Regions from separate parts of the Mus musculus genome. Here region 2 is linked to region 1. Evidence: chromatin contacts called from public promoter capture Hi-C data. All regions are on one chromosome and are shown on one strand. Each heading gives the region's core, a stretch centred on a gene start, on an enhancer-like site or on the middle of the called end of the contact. The rest is flanking DNA. Distances are from core to core; before and after follow the strand shown. Region 1 holds the start of Gtsf1l (gametocyte specific factor 1-like). Region 2 holds the start of 2310001K24Rik (RIKEN cDNA 2310001K24 gene).

Evidence for each region. Promoter capture Hi-C pulls out the DNA fragments that hold promoters and counts their contacts.
Region 2: a contact with region 1 is called in a promoter capture Hi-C map of the HPC-7 cell line. The contact joins the promoter of 2310001K24Rik here to the promoter of Gtsf1l in region 1. A contact is called at or near these places in 8 of 39 promoter capture datasets (the 3T3-L1 cell line, the HPC-7 cell line, cranial neural crest and 5 more), 2 of 484 Hi-C or Micro-C datasets (cardiomyocytes and cerebellum), 2 of 115 datasets of contacts at active chromatin or transcription factors (both in embryonic stem cells) and 1 of 9 other capture datasets (adipose tissue).

The regions. Positions count from the first base shown.
Region 1 is chr2:163,087,254-163,092,773 of GRCm38.p6, reverse strand. It overlaps Gtsf1l (gametocyte specific factor 1-like), which reads left to right and starts at 3,173. Exons shown (of 2, transcript NM_026630.2): 1 at 3,173-3,235; 2 at 4,927-5,520. The coding sequence starts at 5,213.
Region 2 is chr2:163,469,197-163,474,695 of GRCm38.p6, reverse strand. 2310001K24Rik (RIKEN cDNA 2310001K24 gene) reads right to left here and starts at 2,151. Exons shown (of 1, transcript NR_028122.1): 1 at 1,693-2,151. It overlaps Fitm2 (fat storage-inducing transmembrane protein 2), which reads left to right and starts at 2,067. Exons shown (of 2, transcript NM_173397.4): 1 at 2,067-2,293; 2 at 4,578-5,499. The coding sequence starts at 2,121. The coding sequence ends at 5,193.

The DNA of each region.
Region 1 (5,520 bases), core at 1,924-4,423:
GGGCATCAGATTCCAATACAGATGGTTGTGAGCCACCATGTGGTTGCTGGGGATTGAACTCAGGACCTCTGGAAGAGCAGCCTGCGCCATCTCTCCAGCCCAATATAAAATTTTTTGTTTTGTTTTTGTTGTTTTTGAGACAGGGTTTCTCTGTGTAGCCCTGACTGTCCTGGAACTTACTTTGTAGACCAGGCTGGCCTCGAACTTAGAAATCCGCCTGCCTCTGACTCCTGAGTGCTGGGATTAGAGGCATGCGCCACAGAGAAACACTGTCTCGAAAAAAACAAAAACCAAAACCAAAAAAACAGTAAGCAGCAGGTTCACTGAGAAACTTTGTCTCACTTAAAAAAAAAAAAAAAAAAAAGATGGAGAGTGACAGAAGAAGATGCCCAATGCCATCCTGTAGCCTCTGCTCACACAGGCACACCCACACAAACGTGCACCCACATGTGCAACACACTCTCACAAAAGAGACAGCAGGGACATCTGGCAACAGATCTGTCACTGCAGAACAAACAGTGCCCAGATTGGAGGAAATTATAGTTTATCGCACAGGGTGTGCGTGGAAGCGGATATGATGGGCTCAGGTTAGTGAGTGTAGCACTAGGGTCCTCAGTGGGGGACGGGGGTCGGGGTGGGGGGAGAAAGAGGCAGAAGCAGCATTAGAGGAGAAGCAGCATTTGGCTGAACATGTTCCAAAACCAACACAAGATAGCCACACCCAGGTTCAAGAAGCTGAATACGTAAGTACAGGGTGTTACCAGTCTATTGGCAGCGTGAGCATGGGAGAGCTGATCTGAGGCAATAGCCAAGTCCGACAATTCATATTCTGAGGGTATTCTTTTAAGGTAAGCAAGGTCATATGAGTGCAGACTTATAGAGTCACAAGGGCAAGGTCAAATTAGCACAAGCTCTGCACGTTGTGCGTGCTAGAAAACATTATTCTGAACAATAGGGTAAGGTGATGGGTAATCTAAAGCGAAATCCACTCCTGGTCTTACACCTGGGAGGGGCACATGAGTGGTTCATGAATAAAGCTGTGTGAGATTCCTGGGACCTTGTGAGAAAACTCATGTGTTCCAAAAACAGAAAGAGAATGAGAGAGAAATCACTACCGAGCCGGGCCTGCTAATGAGGCTGAGCCAGAAGCAAGTTCAAATCCAGCCTGGAGGTTTTAGCAAAACTCTGTCTCAGACTCAAAAATGAAAAACATTTGAAGCCATAACTTGTATGGCAGAGTGCTTGCCTAGCTTATGCATGGCAGTGGGTCTGAGTCTCAGTGGCAAATGCACAAAAATAAAATAAAATAAAATAAATAACAGAAGAAAGAGAAATACCCAAATAAAAAGATTAGACTGTGGAAAAACCAACAATAAAATTTTGTAAGACAGACAGAAAATGAAGTAGACTACCTTCTAACAGGTTAAGGAAAGGCTTGGAGATATAGCTCATCAGTGAAGCTCTGGCCCCAGAAGCCAGAGGAGCCAAGCTCAGTCCCTGGAATCCAGGTGAAAAAGCCACGGGACATAGTAGTGCCTGCTTATTATCCCAGAGATGGGAGGTGGAGACGTGCTGGCCAGCCAACCCAGGCTAACCAGTGAGTGCCCTCCTGGTCAGTGAAAGACCCTTCCTCAAGGAGATGAAAAGTGTAGGTAATGCCTGCAATAGTCATCCGACTCCATATGTGTGTGCGAGCATACATGTGCACGCACACACACACATGCAAAATTGTGAGTGCCTGAGCTGGACCCTCAACTCCATGTAGAATGATTAAAAACTGGATTTAGCTCAAGGGATAAGAGGAAGTAACACAGCAAAAACACTATTCAGGAATCAGGGAGAGGAAGTTGCTGGAAGCTCAATGGTTAGAGCATTTGTTGTTCTTCAAGAGGACCCCGGTTCGATTCCCAGCACCCACATGGAGCATCACAACTATCTGTAACTCCAGTCCTACAAGATCCAACACCATCTCTGACCTCTGAGAGCACACTTGGACCACCTACATACACGCAAGCAAAGCAAAACACTCATAAACAAAACAATAAAATAACTCAATAAATAAATAAAAGTAGGTGCTAGAGAAGGGGGTCAGCAGTTAAGAGAACTTGGGGCTCATCCAGAGAAGTCACTTCGGGTTGTTGCAACCTCCTGTAACACCTTCTTCTGGCCTCTGAGGGTGCCACAGATAACACAGCATACACTTACACGGAGACACACATGAATCAAATAAATCTCTAAGGTCAAAAGAGGTGAAACAAGGATGTTATGGGACAAGCGGAGGCTGACCAGTCTATCAAGAGGAAGTCAGGAGGTTGAATTTGAATCGGAAGGACAGTGATTCCCCAAGCGGGTGTAAGAAGCAAGATAAGCCAGAAGGGCAAAGAGGCAGGGGCAGAACCTAGAGTCAAGGAGAGGCACAGAGTAGAAAGGGAAAGAAATCTCAACGACACAAAATGACAAGAGCGGGGAGGTCCAGAAGGCCCTTGAGTCAGAGTTAAGAAACTCTCTCTTCAGCCGGGCAGTGGTGGCGCACGCCTTTAATCCCACACTCGGGAGGCAGAGGCAGGGGGATCTCCAGCCTGGTCTACAGAGTGAGTTCCAGGACAGCCAGGGCTACACAGAGAAACCTTGTCTCAAAAAAACAAAACAAAACAAAACAAACAAACAAACAAACAAAACAATCCAACAAACAAACAAAAAAAAACAAGGTTAAGAAACTCTTCCTTCAGCAGCCCATTCCATCCTTATTTATGGAAGTCCTTGTTTTCTGACTCCTTTGAGAAGCACACATGCATGCAGGAGGCCACGGAGGCCAGAAGAGGGCACCAAGCTTCCCTAGAACTGGTGTAATAGACAATTGTGAGCTATCATGAGGGTTGGATCCGAACCACCATCCTCTGAAAGACCAGCAAGTGCTCTTAACTACTGAGTAATCTCTCCAGCCCTCTGTTGAGGTTTGATCTGTTGCTGTGTATCACAAAGTTAAATTCTGAACCCGAAGGTCCAGGCCTATGAGTGAGTGAGTTCTCCTGGTTACCAGCTTTTGTTGTGCAAACCTTGTTCCTTAAAACTATTGGCTAAGTAAAAATGGCTACAGCCAATTACTGGAGAGATTATAGGTAGGTGGATTTTGAGTTACCTGGCTGAGGGTGGAGACTTGAGAGGGAGAGAAGAGAGACCATGAGGGGAGAGAGAGAAGGCGCCATGAGAGGAGGGGACCCAGGAGAAACAGCAGGTATCTGGGGAACCCCCCGCTGGGGAGGTAGCCAGGCCAGCAGAAAAGCAGATTAGGGGTGACCCCCAGTAATTGTCAAAGCCGAATAAAATAACCATATTCTAAGTCTCATTTATGTGTGAGTTAGTTGGGGATAAGCTTACGTTAGTTGTACTACAGTCTTCCAAAATGTCTTTATAAAATCCTGACTCAGCTTCATAAATAATAGTAATAAAACCAGGTTTAAAATGCAGAGATTTGAGGATTTAGCTGGGTAGTAGAGTCTGGCAAGTGTAAGAGCTCGGGTTCGGTCTCCAGCACTAAAGGGAAGAGAGGGAGGGAGGGTGGATTAAAAGAAAGCTTCACCTGATCCAGAAAGGATAAAATAGTAACTTGAAATTCTGGTAAACCGAGGACCAGAGAAAGGTCTCAGTGGCTAAGAGTACTTGCTCTTCTGGCCGATGACCCAAGTTCAGTTCCCAGCACCTGCATGGTGGCCTACAGCTATCAACAACTCCAGTTCCAGCAGATCCAGAGCCCTCTTCCAGCCTCTACACACACACACACACACACACACACACACACACACACACACACAGAGCGCACTTGCACCCATGCAGGAAAAACACTCATACACAAAATAAAAAGCCAATTAGTAATTACAAATGGATACTTCAATTTGTAATTACTACGCAACTGGAAAATGTAGAGGCTGAGGAAGGGGTGGAAATATTTCTTTAACACTGTGTACTTAAAATAAGGAATGATACCCAGCATGCTGCGTGCTTGGAAACTGTAGCACGTGTGGACTGCAGCATGAGGATTTTTTTTTTAAGATTTATTTATTTTATGCATGTGAGTACACTGTAGCTGTACTGATGGTTGTGAGCCATCATGTGGTTTCTAGGAACGAAGATTGCTTGCTTTGCTTGGCCCCAGTCGCTCTGGCCCTGCTTCACTCCAGCCCAAAGATTTATCATAATAAATAAGTATGCCGGGCAGTGGTGGCGCACGCCTTTGAACCCAGTACTTGGGAGGCAGAGGCGGGCAGATTTCTGAGTTCGAGGCCAGCCTGGTCTACAGAGTGAGTTCCAGGACAACCAGAGCTACAGGGGAGGGGGGGGGGAGAGAAGAAGAGGATATAGCCTAGTTGACAGATAACTTGCCACAAATGCATGAGGCCCTGGACTTTGTCCCCAGCACCATCTAAACTAGATACGGAGACCCGCGTCTATAATCCCAGTTTATAAGGTGTGATTATATCCTCAGCCACATATCAAGGTCAAGGCCAACCTGTGCTACATGAGACCTTGCATCAAAAGAGAGAAGGGAGGGGGAAAGTAGAGGGACAAAAAAAGAAAAGGAGTCAGGAAGGCTCATGGGGTAGAAGTGCTTGCTGCCAAGCCTGATAACCTGGATTTGATCCTTCCTACAAGTCTTTCTCCGACTTCTAAGTGTACCCCCAATGTCACTCCTTACAAATAAACACATGATGTAAAAAAGATGTTTTTAAAAGACCACACAACCGACGCTGATGAATAAGGGGTTTGATTATGCTAATGAAGCCCGAAACTGCCAAGGGCCGGGTACGTGTCATAACTACATTTGAACAGCAGCTTTCCTCAAGCCACTTCCCCCACCCAGTGGACAGTCTGTCCCTGATGTCATAAGCTGCCCATTGTGACCACCTGTTCTGTCCTTTGACAACACAGGGTATCTTAGCGTCAAAGCATCATTATAACCTGCTAACTTCACCTCCTTGGAAGCTACTGTTTCGGGCTCTTGTACCTGCCTGAGTTAACGTCTCTGGTGGCTGTTTTCTGGCTTTCTCTGCATAGCGATTGCTGACAGAACGTGAGTGAGAATTTCACTCCAGAGACCCAAGAGCCAAAGCCTGGCAGAAGACAGCACAATCTTTCACAGGAAGAGGCTTTTCCTTTCGAGGTGTACCACGTACACTTTGGGCAGCAGGACACTTGGCTTCAAGTCAACTCCCGGATGGAGCCAGAATCCATAGAAATTTGTCCTTATAACCCTCACCACCGAATCCCGCTCAGCAGGTTCCAGTACCACCTGGCGTCATGCAGGAAGAAGAACCCCAAGAAAGCCAAAAAGATGGCCAGCTGTAAATACAACGCCTGCCACGTGGTTCCCATCAGAAAGCTGGCTGAACATGAAGCTACCTGTGTCAACAGGAGCTCCGTGGAGGAAGAGGACACATTAGGCCCTCTGCAAGTCAGCCTCCCACAGCCGCAGAACCAGGACACACTACAGGTTCGTTGGCTTTCCAACCCTGACATTTGGAA
Region 2 (5,499 bases), core at 902-3,401, 380 kb before region 1:
CCCACTTATTTGTACACAAACAATGCTTCTAAATGAGTATGTATATATTAAAGACAAACAACAACAGTTGAAAATCAACAGCGGAGTGGTACTGAGGTCCCTGGCAGCAGAGCAGTAGAACTGGGTACTGGGTACTGGGTTCTCTCTCTCTCTCTCTCTCTCTTTCTCTTTCTCTCTCTCTCTCTCTCTCTCCCTCCCTCCTCCATTCCCACTCCACATTCCCAGCAAACAGTGGTTTGCTGATAAATGTGTAATATAATGAGCTCTCCTGGAGAAAATATATCAGTATATACATATATACATTTATTAAGAACTTTCTAAAATAAAAACCTCTCAGCATAAAGAGTGGTGTACATGAAAATGAAACACACAACACTTTTTTTCTTTTTTTAGAAGATTGGTCTCATGTATCTCAGGCTTGCCCTGAACTCACTGTGTGGCTGAGCCTTTACCTCTGGTGTGTTGAGATTACAGTCAGGTACTACCACACAGAGTTTATGCAGTGCGAGGCATTGAACCCAGGACTTCGTGCACACTAGTCAAGCATCCTACCAACTGAACTACAGTCCCAGCTCCCATGGCACTCCTCACTGTAAATATAACTCGCCGATGCTTACAATGTTATTGATTTTACTGGACATTTGTCTCCACGGTTCACCTGTGATTTCAGTTCAACCACACATTGACAAATGGAGTCACAGCTCAACGAAGACAGGTGATGACAGAACACAGGCCTGATTTGTAGCACTTGCCAATTTCCTTAGTGCAAATACTTCTATTGTGGCTGATTTCAAGCTTCCTGTGTGATATCACAGAAGGGAGAAGAGAGCACAGAGGTGTTCCCGGGAGGCACAATGGATACAGGTAGGCTCAGGCATAGATAAACCAGATGTGATGGGACATGCTTGTAATCCCAGCACCCAAGAGGGAGGCTGAGACAGGAAGACAACACAGGTTCAAAACCAGCCCTCTCTATAAAGTGAGTTCCAGGCCAGCCAGGGTCACGTAAGAGATCCTGTTTCAAAATAGACAAACAAGAACATAAATAATAATAGAACATAGTAAAATAATTAGAAAGTGATGGGTTTGAGTTTTCACCTTGATTTTAAAGTGCTAATCTATAAACTACAGTCACTAAGGAATAACTCATGGTTGGGAAGCCCTGACTTTGACACCTAACATTACGGGCTAGGAGCTTAGCTAAGGGACAAAACTGAGTGACTGAGTCACCAGTACCTCATGTGAGCTCTGCAAACCTTGGGAGCCCAAGATGTTCAGTCAACAACACAGTTGATTCATCCTTTTTTTTTTCAGCTGATTCATTCTTACATTTATTTACTTATCTATTTATCTGTATTTATTTATTTATTTAGTGTGTGTGTGTGTGTGAGAGAGAGAGAAAGAGAGAGAGAGAGAGCAACTTATGGGAGTTGCCTTCCACAATGTGGAGAGAGCAACTTATGGGAGTTGCCTTCCACAATGTGGATCCCAAGGACTGAATCCAGGTTATTTGGTTTGGCAACAAGTGCCCTTACTTGTCTCAAAACCCGAAGTGGCACATGACTTTAATCTCAGTACTCTGGAGGTCAAGTTTAGGGGATCTCTGAGTTCGAGGCCACCCTGGTTATACAGAATGAGTTCCAAGTCAGCCAGGTCTACTTGGAGAAACCCAGTCTGAAAACAAAACAAGTAAATAAGATTTAAATTTATTAATGACTTTGCAAAGAAATTTCATCTGAAAAACCCTATAACTGACCCAATATACGGAACTCCCAAACTAGCTCTTAAGAAAGGTGGGTCTCTTGTTTGTTTTGCAGATAAAGAAAGCGAGAATCCCATCCCACAAACATGAGGGGAGCAGGTTGCCCAGGCAAAGAGCAGCCTGCAGTGATCTCAGCCAGTAGCTTGGGGGCGATGAGTGGAAGCGGCGCAGGTAAATGCAGACCTGCACTCTGCAGAGACCCATCAAGGCCACTAGAGGGAGACACGCCCTCTAGGGGGCGGAGCTTGCAGGAAGCGCGCATGCGCCCAGAGGGGATGTGGTGGTGCCAGCTCGGGCGAAGGGTAAGACGGTGGCCGAGAAGGCTCTGGAAGGCGGACGGTAGCCGAGAAGGACCGGCATGGAGCACCTGGAGCGCTGCGCGTGGTTTCTCCGCGGGACGCTGGTGAGGGCGACGGTGCGGCGCCACCTGCCCTGGGCGCTGGTGGCCGCCATGCTGGCGGGCTCGGTCGTCAAGGAGCTGTCCCCGCTGCCCGAGAGCTACCTCAGCAACAAGCGCAACGTCCTCAACGTGTGAGTGCATCGGGCTCCGGGCCCCCGCGCCCCAAGAAGCCAGTTGGATGCTGGGGCAGGCGAGTCATCGGGAGGGAGCCCTGTCTTGACAGGCGCGTCCGCGCGCGTGTCGCGACACTGGGACCCTGGGAAAGCAAGTGACATTCGCGCCTAGTATGTGAGCATTCCGATAGGAGGATCGAGTCGGTGACGGGTGGGTTATAAGTGACAGTGGGTACATTGGAGCGGCTATTCCCCCGCCCCCAGAGTTAGGCGCTTGCCCCTGTCCTGTTCAGGGAGATGTCACCTTCCTCTTGCCGGCTAGTCAGACACCCCTCTCTTAACCACTGTGGCAAAAATCCCACCGTTGACTTAAAGAACCACCTCTAGACCCACCCACCACCCCAAGAGCTTTTGCCATCCCTGCCCCATGTTAGTAGAAGCAAGCGTGAAACCTTTCACTCTGGTGACCTTTCTCCTGGATCTCCTTGGACTTTCTCAGTACTCTAAAGTGCATGGCAGTCACCCAGGAAAACAACCCCAGCCGATCTCGTTGGGACATCTCTCAAACTCCACTTATTTCTTTCCTAGTCCTTTAGAAACACTTACATCGTAAGTTTATTGCACAACACTCCGTTGGAGCTAGACAGGGAGTTTGGAAGATGAAATTGCTCCATCCATGTGAGCTTAATGCTTCAGACTAGTGAGTGTCTCCAGCTTGTGGACAATCTGCCTCTCTTGTTAATCTACTTCAAACCCGGTTTTCTCTTTTGGGCAACTGAGTCAGGTTTCTGACAGACCTTGGTTTTAACGAGGCTTTCCTTGTCAAGCCTGTGAAGGTTTTAGTAATGGGCCCTTTGGTGGCGTCTGAGAAACTACTGGAACCTAGGGAAGAAGAGCCCTGTCCTTGGCCCACCTTCATCCTTCCCCACTCGTAGTGGCTGGTCTAAGAATAGAGTGTAAGGGTGGTAGTTGTTCCAGATCTCTTTGGTGGGTGTTTTCTGCCCAGATCTCCAGGTCAGCCACCTTTCATGAGCTCAGAGGAGGCAGACATGGCAGATGTTGCTGTATCTGGCCTAATGAACCAGGAGCCCAGCAGCCTGGCACGCCAATTGTTTAGGGGTAGCCATGGATTCTAATGTTTTGTTCCAAGACATGATGCTGATTAATGGGAGGGAACTGGCAGTGACTCACTGGATCTGGAAGAGATTTTAAAAACGGTTTGGTGCCTTTGGCTTTTCTAGCTGAGGGAACTGAGGCCTGAAGATAAATAAGAGTCAGAATCAGGATTCAAACCATGGTCTTGTAGCTTGAACTAAAGCTTGCTCGCTTTCTTTCTTTCTTTTTTTCTTTCTTTCTTCTTTTCTTTCTTTTAAAGATTTATTTAATGTATATGAGTACGTTATAGCTGTCTTCAGACACACCAGAAGAGGGCATCAGATTCCATGACAGATGGTTATGAGCCACCATGTGGTTGTGGGAATTGAACTCAGGACCTCTGGAAGAGCAGTCAGTGCTCTTAACTGCTGAGCTATCTCTCCAGCCGGTAAAGCTCTTCCTTATAAGACTTACCAGCTTTGTAGAATAGAACACTAGTGTGGTCGAACAGACATGAACTTTGGGGCTGTGTAAAGTGTGGCTCAATCTGTTTGCCGTTGTGTATGTGGCCTTGGCAAAGTTCAGTTTTCTGAGCCCCCAGAGCTATCTGTGAAATGGATCAAATGAAGGCCGGCCATACAAACTCAATTGATAGAGTGCTTTCGTAGCATGCACACAGGTTTGAACCCCAACACCACATAGAACTGGATGTGGTGCCTATAATGGCACTACTTGAGAGGTGGAGGCAGGAGGGTCAGAGTTCAAGACTATCCTCAGTTGCATAGGCAGTGTGAGACAGCCTGGGCTATACTTAGAAAAAAAAAAAAAGACCGACCCCTTCCTCCTCAGCTAATTGTGAATGTGTGCGAACACACCTGACATTTGATAGACGCTCAGCGACTGCTTTCCTGAGAAAGTAACCTAACTGGAAAATTTCAGATCCTGGATTTGAACTTCAATCTTACCACTATGACCTCCACTTTGGCGTGATATTATCTATATGGCTCAGTGTCACAGAGATACGGACTAACTGGTTTCAGTACTTAGGGAATAAAGGCTGTGTAAGCATGTATTAAGGAATAAAAGAGGGTATAGCTGTTTGGATGGACAGCTTCGGTGCGTTTTAAATAACTTCCCTTGGGAACATGATGACACTGTTTCCTTTCTGCCAAGTCTGGTCTTCACCTGTGCTTTCCTCCTCTATCAGGTATTTTGTTAAATTGGCCTGGGCCTGGACAGTCTGTCTCCTCCTGCCTTTCATTGCCCTTACCAACTACCACCTGACGGGCAAGACCAGCCTGGTCCTGCGGCGGTTGAGCACCCTCCTCGTGGGCACAGCCATCTGGTATATCTGCACAGCCCTCTTCTCCAACATTGAGCACTATACAGGCAGCTGCTACCAGTCCCCGGCCCTGGAGGGCATCAGACAGGAGCATCGCAGCAAGCAGCAGTGCCACCGGGAAGGGGGCTTCTGGCATGGCTTTGACATCTCGGGCCACTCCTTCCTCTTGACCTTCTGTGCGCTCATGATTGTGGAAGAGATGGCCGTGCTGCATGAGGTGAAGACGGACCGCGGCCACCACCTCCATGCCGCCATCACCACCCTGGTTGTCGCCCTGGGTTTCCTGACCTTCATCTGGGTGTGGATGTTTCTGTGCACAGCCGTTTATTTCCACGACTTGACCCAGAAAGTGTTCGGCACCATGTTTGGTTTGTTGGGCTGGTACGGAACATATGGGTATTGGTATCTGAAGTCTTTCTCTCCAGGACTTCCTCCCCAGAGTTGTAGTTTGACTTTGAAGCGAGATACTTACAAGAAATGAAAGAGAAGGACATAGGGACAGGAGGACAATGGCTAATAGGATTCCCACGTACTTTGTCCAGTACAGAATTATCTGTCCCATTTCAGAGAGGGCCCTTACTAGGTACCTTTGGTGTGGGGGGCGCTTGGGGAACAAGCTTAGTTGGCAGACTCTGCTGGCGGTGCCACCATGTTGCCAGCAGTGCTACTCCTGTCAGATTCTTCTCATCTATGGCAAGATGTGACCTTAATCTGTCCCCAGAGGGAGAGCTGAGGCTCAGCAGAGGGAGAGCAGCCTGCCTCATCGTGTGGGTCAAGAGAGAATCAG